Linked DNA regions of Sus scrofa: region 2 is linked to region 1. A link is a contact called in public promoter capture Hi-C data. All regions are on one chromosome and are shown on one strand. The core of a region is the stretch at or near the end of the contact, and the rest is flanking DNA. Distances in the headings are between cores, read along the strand shown. Region 1 holds the start of OTULIN (ubiquitin thioesterase otulin). Region 2 holds the start of ZNF622 (zinc finger protein 622).

Region 1 (5,035 bases), core at 689-3,188:
AAACCAGCATAGGCTGGGAAGGGGCAGAGGCAAAAGACCACCTCCCAACCCCCGCTTTACCAGCTATAGAGCCCAAGGCAGGGCTCAAACCCTGGGAGCAAAACTGCAGCCACAAGTCATATCAGCTCACAAGTGGGCCTGCACAGTGGTTTCAATTTAAAAAAAAAAAAAAAAAGGAGTTCCAGCTGTGGCTCAGCCAGTTAAGAAAAGTGCCCCAACATCGTGTCTGTGAGGATGCAGGTTTGATCCCTGGCCTCGCTCAGTGGGTTCAGCATCCAGGGCTGCCACAAGCTGCAGTATAAGCTGCAGATGCTGTTCAGATCTGGTGTTGATGTGGCATAGGCCTCAGCTGCAGCTGCAATTAGACACCTAGCCTGGGACCTTCCATATGCCACAGGTGTGGCCATAAGAAGAAAAGAATAAGATAAAATGCTATTTAAAAATCAGGACATTTCCAATAAAAGTTAGAATATCTGGATTCTTCAAACATAGGATATCTGGCAATTATAAGCTGGAACTTAGCCGACCTTGGCCCCAACAAACCCAGCTCCCCAGGAATCCATGTTCTACACCTGGCCAGCTTCACTCACTCACTCAGGTTATCTGCTTAGCTCCTGTGAGCAGGAATTTAAGACCTCCTGCTCTAAATCTTTCTCAGTGGGTTGTTTACCCACTTAGTGCACATATTATTATCCCAAGGGGTGTGGGTATTCAAGAAATGAGAATGCCAAACCCCACAGTAAAGAACCAGGCAAGCAAGAATTATTTTAATACATTATCTGCAATAACAGCCCCCCACCCCTTTTTAGGAAATGGCACACTTTTAGGGCACTTTTTGGCCAATTAAGGTATCTGTCAAACTGCTTATTTGAGAGCTTCCGTCATTTTTGGAATTCCAAAGGCATTTATATGTGACCAGAACTTGAAAGTGCAGTAAAGTTTCGGTCTTCTACTTTAAATTTTGCTTCCAACCCCCGCCCCCAACCCCCAGATCTTTGCAGAAACTCTAAACTCCTTTGATTTACACTGCCTTCTTTACGGTTCAATAAATAATTGATCTAACCAGCACTGCCTTTGGTATTTAAAAATATAGGGGGTTGGAGACACCTAGTTAAGCAGCTAACAGGCAAAACAATTGGGTCAGCCTCCGTCCAAAGTCTGTCCAACAGGTGGGACGCTCATCAAGCCGCGACTTGCCTTCCAAGAACAAACATGTCGCCTGGCTCAGCTTCCCCGTGGCTGTGACAGGGACAACCTTACTTCCTTCCCGCACCAGGCTGGAGAAGAGATCTCATGGAAGGGAGCTGTAATATGCTTCTGAAGTTTGTTCCCCAAGACTCTGGAGCGTTCTTTAGCTTTAAAAGCTATAGAGGGATCAAAAAAGGGGATGGAGGCACCGGATAACCTGGATTTTAAGAAGCGCCCTCCGGAAAAACTTTTGTACTCAGACACGATACAAGGGGCTTCAAATTCCTCGTCGCCCATGACCTTACTTAGAAAACAAGGTGCGAAGAAGCCTCCCCCTGGCTACTCTCCCGCCCACCCACAGCCTCCCCTACGGGACGGAGCCCGGCGCCCCCGCCCGTCCAGCCGGCCCCAGCCCGCGCCCCTCACTCACTGCTCGGCTGCGCACCGCATCGCGGCCCGCGGCGGCCCGCCGGCTGCCGCCTTCCCGCCCTCCGGTGCCGCGGCCCCCGCCTCCCACGCCGGCTTCTCGGCACAGCTCGCGCCCGGCCACGCTCCGGGCTGAGGCATGGTCCCCCGACGCATGGGGCCGCCGGCGGCGCCGCGGGGGTTCAGCCGCTCTCGAGCGACCCGGGGCCCCACCCTTCGGGGCGCCCGGCCGTGGCCGCTGCCGCCCTGCTGCCCGCGGGCTCGGGTGGGTGCACCGGCCGCTTCCGCGCGCGTCACCACCTCCCGCCCCGTGGCCTCTAACCCGCGGCGAGGGGGCGCGGCCAGAGGCGGCGGGGAGCCCGGCGACGAGGCGCCTGCGCATGCGCTTGCGCCCGCCTAGCGGCCTGCGGCCAGGACCGCCCACGCGAGGCTTTTTCTGCGCTTGCTCCGCCTCCGCACGCCGCTGGCCGCCCGGGCTTCTCGGCGCGCGTTCGTCGCGCTGACAGTCCCGTCCGCTGCTTGTCCTCGAGTCCTGGGGTGTGAGGAAGCGAAAAGGGACTGGACGAGCGGTGGGCTACCTCTTCGGTGAGGAAGAAGTCCGGCCTGGGGTGCGAAGGGCGCTGACGTTTGGGGGCACCTTACAGTGTCGCTCTGGGCTTCCGAGTTTCTCCCTCCGCTGGCTGGCTTCCTCAGCTAAAGAGCAAGGGATGTGCCCGGGTGGGTGATATGCAACTTGCTAGGCCTCCCTCCGTGGCTGTCCCGTCACCACCCGCCCCGAGCTCAGAGACCGGAGGCTTCTGGTGTGGGGTCGGGCTTGTCGCCCCAGGGCAGGGAGTTACAGCCCCTTCCTTCCGTGAGGGTGAGAAGGGCGACATGGTTCGACACAGCAGGTGAGCCAGCACAGCACAGTGTGTATTCTTGGACCACGTTCTTTAAAATAAAATTTGAAATTTGATTTAGGAAGGAGCAACAGCAAAGGAAAAATACTAGCAGACTTCAGACATCAGAAGACAAAATGTTTCAGCTTTAGGGAGGAAATAGAGTAGCCGCTAAAGATGGGCAGCAGTCGAAAGTGCTAGAAGTGTTACTAAAGCAAAGAGCTCAGGACCAAATAATGGGGAAGGGATTGGTATGGGCAATCCAGAAACCTACAAGTAGCTCTGGGGCAAAACTGGTTCAAAACAGGGTATTTTATTGAAAGATGAAACTGGGAGAAGGGTGCTGGAGACCAGATCTCAAAAAGTCACCTGCAGTTAATTAAAGACCTTGATCTTCCTTGAAAGATCACTACAGTTAGAGAAAAGATTGGGAAAGAGCAAGACGGACCAGTGTTAGGGAGACTAAGTGCTAATGGGCATCAAAGGGAGAAACTGGATGTAAAGAATCCTTGCATTTTAAGGCAAAGAACTATGGTGGGTTTTACCCTTTCATTTTGAGAGTGATAAATACACATGCTTTAAAAATGCATAGCATACAAAAGACTATGCAGTTAAATTTTGTATTGATAGTAAGGGTGTGGGATTATAGCGGATGACTAGTGTACCCTAAAATTCATTCCAACTGGAAACTCACTGTGACCTTATTTGGAAATAGGTTCTTTGAGGATGCAATCAGTTAAAATTAGGTCAGATTGGATTAGATTGGGTGAAAATCAATGTCTGGTATCTTTATATAAGAGAAAATGCCGAGATACATAGAAACAGGAGTGAGGACATGGGAAGATGAAGGCAGAGGTTAGGGTGATGTTGCTAGAAGCCAAGAAATGGCAGGAGCTGCTAGAAGCTAGGAAAAGTCAAAGATCATTCCAAAGGGGCTTTGGAAGGCGCATGGCCCTGCTGACAACTTGATTTCAGATACCTAGTCTCAAGAACCATGAGAGAATAAATTCCTGTTGTTTTAAGCCACTCAGTTTGTGTTATTTTGCAGTAACAGAGCAGGGAAACTAACAGAGATAAAAGTGAAGGATCATACAGCAGAAATTGACATAGCAATGTAAATAAACTATAATAAAAAAAATTTTTAAGTGAAAAATTGTAAAATATTATCAGGGCAAATTTATTGATAAGGGCTACTAAGCAGATACACTTTACTTCAAAGAGCTAGAAAAAGCTTAATAGTTTGGTTGCTAAGTATTTTTCTTCCTATTGTGCCTATGGAACTGAGAAAGTAACCACAAAATGGATTTGAGAGCCCAGTAGACCCACTGTGAGAAGGAATTGCATGAAAACACCATGGATCACATGACTTCGTTCCACCCAAAAGTGCCTACACTAAATGCAGTTGAAGTACCAGAACTGCCTAGGATACTGTATCGAGGAAGATATCTAAAGACTTGGGAAGATGGGGACCCTAGAGTGGATTTATCATGTAAGACCTTCTCACCCACCTCAGGATAATTCAGAAGACATTACCCTTCACCATGACAGTGAGAAATAATTTGTGAAGTGAGCCCCAGCATCTTAAAGAGATCTGCAACTGCTGCTCTTGTCTGTTCAGACGTATCCTTCAATGAAAACTGTTAGCATCAAACTGGGATTCCTACATGCAGTGGGGATAATGGGACCTCAGGGTGGTAGGTAGGGACCAGTGTGGTTACTGTAGTGAACGACTGAGCAAAGCAGTAATTAGGATTGTCTGACTCCAGAGACTTGTAGTGTTGGCTGATCGATCATGGTATCCCTAGAAAAGAAATAAATGGATGATTGCCAGTTCTTCTTTATAAACAGAAAATGTCTAGGTCTATGAACCTAGAAATCCAAACTTGCATCGCTGAAACATAAAATCACAGCCCCTCAATCAATTCTCAGACTTGAGCCAATTTACGTTTCCAGAACTCTTTGATTGAAGGGGAGGCCAGGTCTTCTTGAGAAAGGACCCTACTTCATTGTCCAAAGTGTACAGTATTAATTTTTTCCCAGCCTTCCCAAAAAGATCCTGTAACCATCCAGTAGAGTGACTGTGCATTGGTGCAAAGGAAATAACCAGACTTTGGGGGGATTTGTAGACAATGTCTATGACCTAGAAGTAATTTGTGGAAACCCAAAACATCACTGTGTCTACCTATCAGAGTAGGGACTTGTGAAGGTCAAGTGATCAGTGGAATTTTAGTTCAAGTTCATCTTACATTAGCCCCACCAAGTCTCCGAACACATCCTGTGCTTATTTCCCCGGTTCCAGAATGCATTTGAAAAAAAAAAAAAAAAAAAAAAGACATATTCAGCAGCTGGCAGAATCCCCACATTGGTCTCCTGACCTGTAGAGTGAAGGCTGTTACTATAGGAATGGACAAATGGAAGCCATTAGAACTGTTTCTACCTGTAAACAATACCACATTTATGGAGGGCTTGAAAGTTGCAAGCTTTGTGATACCCACCACATCCCTCTGCAGCCCACCTATTTGTCAAGTGCAGAATACAGATGG
Region 2 (5,023 bases), core at 1,875-4,374, 1.7 Mb before region 1:
GGGTTAAGGATCTCCTATTGTCACTGCTGCGGCTCTGGTCACTGCTGTGGTGTGGGTTCAGTCCCTGGCCCAGGAAACTCTGCAGGCCACAGGCACAGCGAAAAAAAGAAAAAGATTTTGATAATCTAAAAATCCAAGTTTTCTGGAATAAAAATCATCACTAGACTTAACTTGCTGTGCAAAAGATTTAACATATACTGAACAACCTATGTGTCAGCGCTATTCTAGCTTTGGAAAGGAGTCCCTGTTCCCATGGCGCTTGTAGTCTGGTCCTGGATGACTAACCTATAATGTGACTGACAATCCTGGTTTGCAAAAGATGTAAGATGGATGCAAGGACTTTCAGTGCTAAAACTGGAAAACCAGAGACAAACATGGCCAATTTCCCTAATGGTCCCCAAAAAATCCCATTCATGCCCTTCTATAGGTCCCTCCCATACTAATCAGGGCTGACTTTCTTCTTTTTTTTTCCCTCTTTGGCCACACCCTCAGCATGCAGAAGTTCCTGAGCCAGGGATGGAACCTGCACCACAGCAGCAACCTGAGCTGCAGCAGTGACAACACTGGATCTTTAACCTGCTGAACTACTCGGGAACTCCAGGGCTGACCTTCCTAAGTAACATCTTACTTTGGAAATGACCATGTGTGACTTCCAAAGTCACAAAAGACACATGGCTTTTGCAATTTGCCCTCACTGGGGACACCTGTAACCATGTTATGAGGACACTCAAGCAATTCTGTGGCGATCCACTCAGGGAGGAACTGAAGACTTGCTATCAGTGTGTAAGTGAGCCTTTTCCAAGGGGATCCTTTGGCCACAGTCAAACCTTTTAGCTGCTGTCAAATCTTCACAGGATTAGCCATGTCCCCCTACAACTTTGTGAGCCTCTGAGCCACTTCAATTCCCAACTACAGAAACTGAAAGAACTAGTTTGTTGTTGTTCTGCTAAATGTTCGGGTGTGATATAGGCCAAGAGAAAATAAATGCAATGCTACAGAGAAAAGGTATGCTTAGGAAAGACTTAAGAGTTGCATGTAGGCCCTACTGTGACAAATGGGTCTGGATAGGCTTCTCCTATAAAGGCATTTGGGCAGAAACCTTAAAAAGGAGCAGGACAGGAGTTCCTGTCGTGGCTCAGTAATTAACCAACCCGACTAGCATCCATGAGGACTCAGATTTGATCCTTGGCCTTGCTCAGTGGCTGAAGGATCTGGCATTGCCGTGAGCTGTGGTGTATGCTGGTGCAGATCCCACATTTCGGTGACTGTGGTGTAGGCCGGCGGCTATAGCTCTGATTTGACCCCTAGCCTGGGAACCTCCATATGCCACCGGTGCAGCCCTAAAAAGACCAAAAAAATAAAAAATAAAAATAAAATAAACAAAACAAAACAAAACAAAACCTAGTAGGATAGCAAAAGGACATTCCAAGAACAAGAATAAAGGATTTCTAAGATTGAGTACCAACAAGATGTTTGTTTAGTCTTGTTAGAGCAACATCAAGAAGTGTCAGTGTGATTGAAGTGAGGTTAACAGAGTGGGGCAGAGGGTGTAGCAGGAGATCAGAGGTAGGGGTTAGGGGTGTCGGCAGACTTTATGGGGCCTTCTAGAAGGGTAACCCTCTTAGTTCCTTCAGACTGCTCTAACAGCGTAAACAACAACCTTCTTTCTCACAGTTTTGTAGGCCTGAAGTCCAAGATCAGGGTGCTGTCTTTTTTCTCCTTCTATTTAGTGCTGCACCTGCAGCATATGGAAGTTCCCAGGCTAGGGACTGAATTGGAGCTGAAGCCACTGGCCTATGCCACAGCCACAGCAATGAGGGATCTGAGCTTCGTCTGCAACCTACACTGCAGCTCATGGCAACTCTGGATCCTTAAACCACCGAGGGGGGCCAGGGATCAAACCCAAATCCTCATGGACACTAGTCGGGTTTGTAACCTGCTGAGCCACAATGGGAACTCCCCAGGGTACCATCTTGGTCTGGGGAGGGCCCTCTTCCTGGTCTCAGATTTCTTATTCTATCCTTTCCTGGGTCCCTTTTAAAAGAATGCTAATCTCAGCCTGAGGAATCTGACCGCATAACCTAATGCCTCCCAAAGGGCCTGTCTTAAGCAATATCATCTTGGGCATTAACTTCTCAATACATGAATTGTGGGGCAACACAAACATTCAGGAAGGTGTTTGAATTTTTTTCTGAGTCAGAGGGAGTACTGAAGATTTTGAACAAAAACAATGCTACCTAACCTGCATTTAAAAAAAAAGTCTTTTCTTTGGTGCTCTGGGCCCCTTGGATTCTAACCATGCAAACATTCAGTTCTGAAACAGGCTGACTGCTTCAGCTAGGCTGTGCAGAGGAGTGTAAGAATCCCCTAAACCTTTAATACTCAGGCTTCCTCTAGAATCGGGCTGGTACATATTTAAATGGCATAGTTAACTGAGCACATGAAATGAGGCTAGTTTGAACTGAGGTGTGGTGTTAATTGTGAAATACACACTGGAATCCCAAGGTTTAGTACCAACAATCCATACATAAAATATCTCCATAAATCCATTGTCTTGATTACACGTTGAAATGATAGTGTTTCGAATACACTGGGTTAAACAAAGTATGGCCATCTTAACTCTCGCTATTTTTTTTTTTTTTTTTTTTTTTAATGTGTGCACTGTTAGATTTAGATGACCTAGGTGGCTGGGATTCTATTTCTACCGGGCAGCGTCTGGGCTGGGCCCTATGCTCCTAGATGCAAACTCTTCATCCAGGAGCTCTCCCTGCGCCCTACGTTGCACGAGCCACCTCAGAAAAACCCTGGCTCCATCCTGGACTCAGTGGCTTTTCTGTGAATTCCCTGAGCCTCCGACCTGAGCCTCTGGCTTCCCGGGACTCCAGCCCGCGAGGTGAGGGTCAGACGGTCCGACCTGCGAGCTAACTAACCAGCTGCCCTGTCTTCCCTGACACCCACTCCCCGGGTTGCAGGGGCGCAGGACGCACCGACCCTAGGCTGCTCGCCCGGATCACGCCTCCTCCTAGCGGCCCAAATCCCCTTCCCGCGGGGTGGTCGCCTTTCCACCATCAAGTCTCACAGCAGAACTACCAAGGCCAGTACTCCCGGCAGTACAGGGCCCAACCAACAACACCCACCACCCACCGCGAGGCAACACCCACCTCGGTCCACTCAGTGAACACCCGCTTCAAGTCAATCCAATCAACGCCCAACTCACCCTGATCCAACCCCCACCCTCCACACCTCACGCAGATCTAAACAACCACCACCTCAGGACTATCCAATCACCACCACTTCCCACGCCAATCCAATCCACACGCAGCTCAGGCCGACTGGGCGGGGCAGGATTAGTCTGCAGCTTCCCTCGCCAGGGCGGGGACTCCCCGGGCAGGGGGCGTGGCTAAAGGTCGAGAGGTGGGACTTCCTGTCTGACCGGGTCTACCGCAATCCAGCCCGGAAGTCACTCAGTCTGGCTTTTCCCCGGCGCCGAGGTTTGTCTTACCCTGTGGGGGTGTCGGGGCGCAGGTCGCTAGCTTTCTGCCGCGGTCGCCTGTTATTTTCCGGCCAGCGATGGCGACCTACACCTGCAACACCTGCCGGGTGGTGCTGGTCGACGCGGAGGCGCAGCGGGCGCACTACAAGACGGACTGGCACCGCTACAACCTGAGGCGCAAAGTGGCCGGCATGGCCCCGGTCAGCGCCGAGGGCTTCCAGGAGCGGGTGCGGGCGCAGCGGGCCCTGGCGGAGCCCGAGAGCAAGGGCGCGGCCACCTACTGCACGGTGTGCAGTAAGAAGTTTGCCTCCTTCAAGGCCTACGAAAACCACCTCAAGTCCCGGCGGCACGTGGAGCTGGAGAAGCGGGCGGTGAGCCGAAAGGTGGCGATCCTGAATGAGAAGAACTTGGAGAAAGGGCTGGGCGTGGACGGTGTGGACAAGGATGCGGTGAACGCGGCCATCCAGCAGGTCATCAAGGCGCAGCCGTCCACGTCGCCCAAGAAGGCGGCCCCGGCGCTCGAGGCGGAGTTCCGGAGCCCGGTGTCGGTGGCTGCGGGAGGGCGTGGGGCTCACCAGCGGGACCCGGCCGAGAAGCCTCCGCGGCTGCAGTGGTTTGAACAGCAGGCGAGGAAGTTGGCGAAGCAGCAGGGGGAGGAGGAGAGTGAGGAGGAGCTGGATGACGGCGACGGTGAGGGCCTGTGTTGGGGGGCGGGTCGGGTGAGGTTATTGATCGTCCCTAAGCGTCCAGATTGATGTTTGCGTTGGGGGAGGGGGAGGGGGAGGTGCCAGTTTTGAAGTGAGGGTGAAGGGTGAGGGTGGTTTCCATGCTCTTCTTGCTGAAGTGAGTGGTGTGGCCAGCCTCCTGGCGGGGCGTTTTGTGTATTTAGTTCGCTGTTGTAGATTCGAGTACTGAAACCTCAGCTGGGCGGCGGGAGGGATCGTTGCAGTTTGTAGGAGTGGTGCCTTCTCTGTTTAGACTGAGGAGGATGCGCCTGAGGCCGTGCTCCTGCCACACGGTCTGCTGTAGAGTGTGTATTTCTAATGGATTTCTAGCTGTGCTGGCTTTGCGCTTGACTTGGTTGATGAAACGATGCAGCGAGCGGTTGAGAATCAGCGAGCCAACCTGAAATGTGAGGCTGGAGCCCGCAGCCTCGCCTCCCTTGGCTTTCTGAGCTGTTTTTTCTTTTCCTTCCCTTGGCATCCCACATGCCATTAACTCTAATTGCATGGGTCCATATGTGCGTCGAGACAGAGCAGAAGCCTCTTTCAGGGAGTTTACTGTGCCCTGGAAAAGAAAGGCCAGACACAGACATTCCTTGGCCATGCAGGAGTGGTCTGCGGTAGACGAAAGGCTAAATCTGAGGGGTTCATCTGACTTTGTTTTTCCAATGCCCGGCTAGAAGACTGGGAGGATATTGAGTCTGATGAGGAAGTGGAGTGTGAGGATGGTGAAGCCCTGGACCAGGAGGAGGAGCAGGATGCGGAGGAGGAAGAGGCTGGAGGAAGCCCCCCGCTTGGTGCCATCCCC

What was found. Promoter capture Hi-C pulls out the DNA fragments that hold promoters and counts their contacts.
Region 2: a promoter capture Hi-C map of liver shows a contact between it and region 1, with 5 times the contacts expected there. The contact joins the promoter of ZNF622 here to the promoter of OTULIN in region 1. A contact is called at or near these places in 1 of 5 promoter capture datasets (liver) and 1 of 2 datasets of contacts at active chromatin or transcription factors (skeletal muscle).

The regions. Positions count from the first base shown.
Region 1 is chr16:4,059,940-4,064,974 of Sscrofa11.1, reverse strand. It overlaps OTULIN (ubiquitin thioesterase otulin), which reads right to left and starts at 1,938. Exons shown (of 7, transcript XM_003133841.4): 1 at 1,619-1,938. The coding sequence starts at 1,770. It overlaps LOC110257250 (a long non-coding RNA gene), which reads left to right and starts at 2,019. Exons shown (of 7, transcript XR_002339614.1): 1 at 2,019-2,504.
Region 2 is chr16:5,712,925-5,717,947 of Sscrofa11.1, reverse strand. ZNF622 (zinc finger protein 622) reads left to right here and starts at 3,124. Exons shown (of 6, transcript XM_021076700.1): 1 at 3,124-4,183; 2 at 4,896-5,023. The coding sequence starts at 3,571.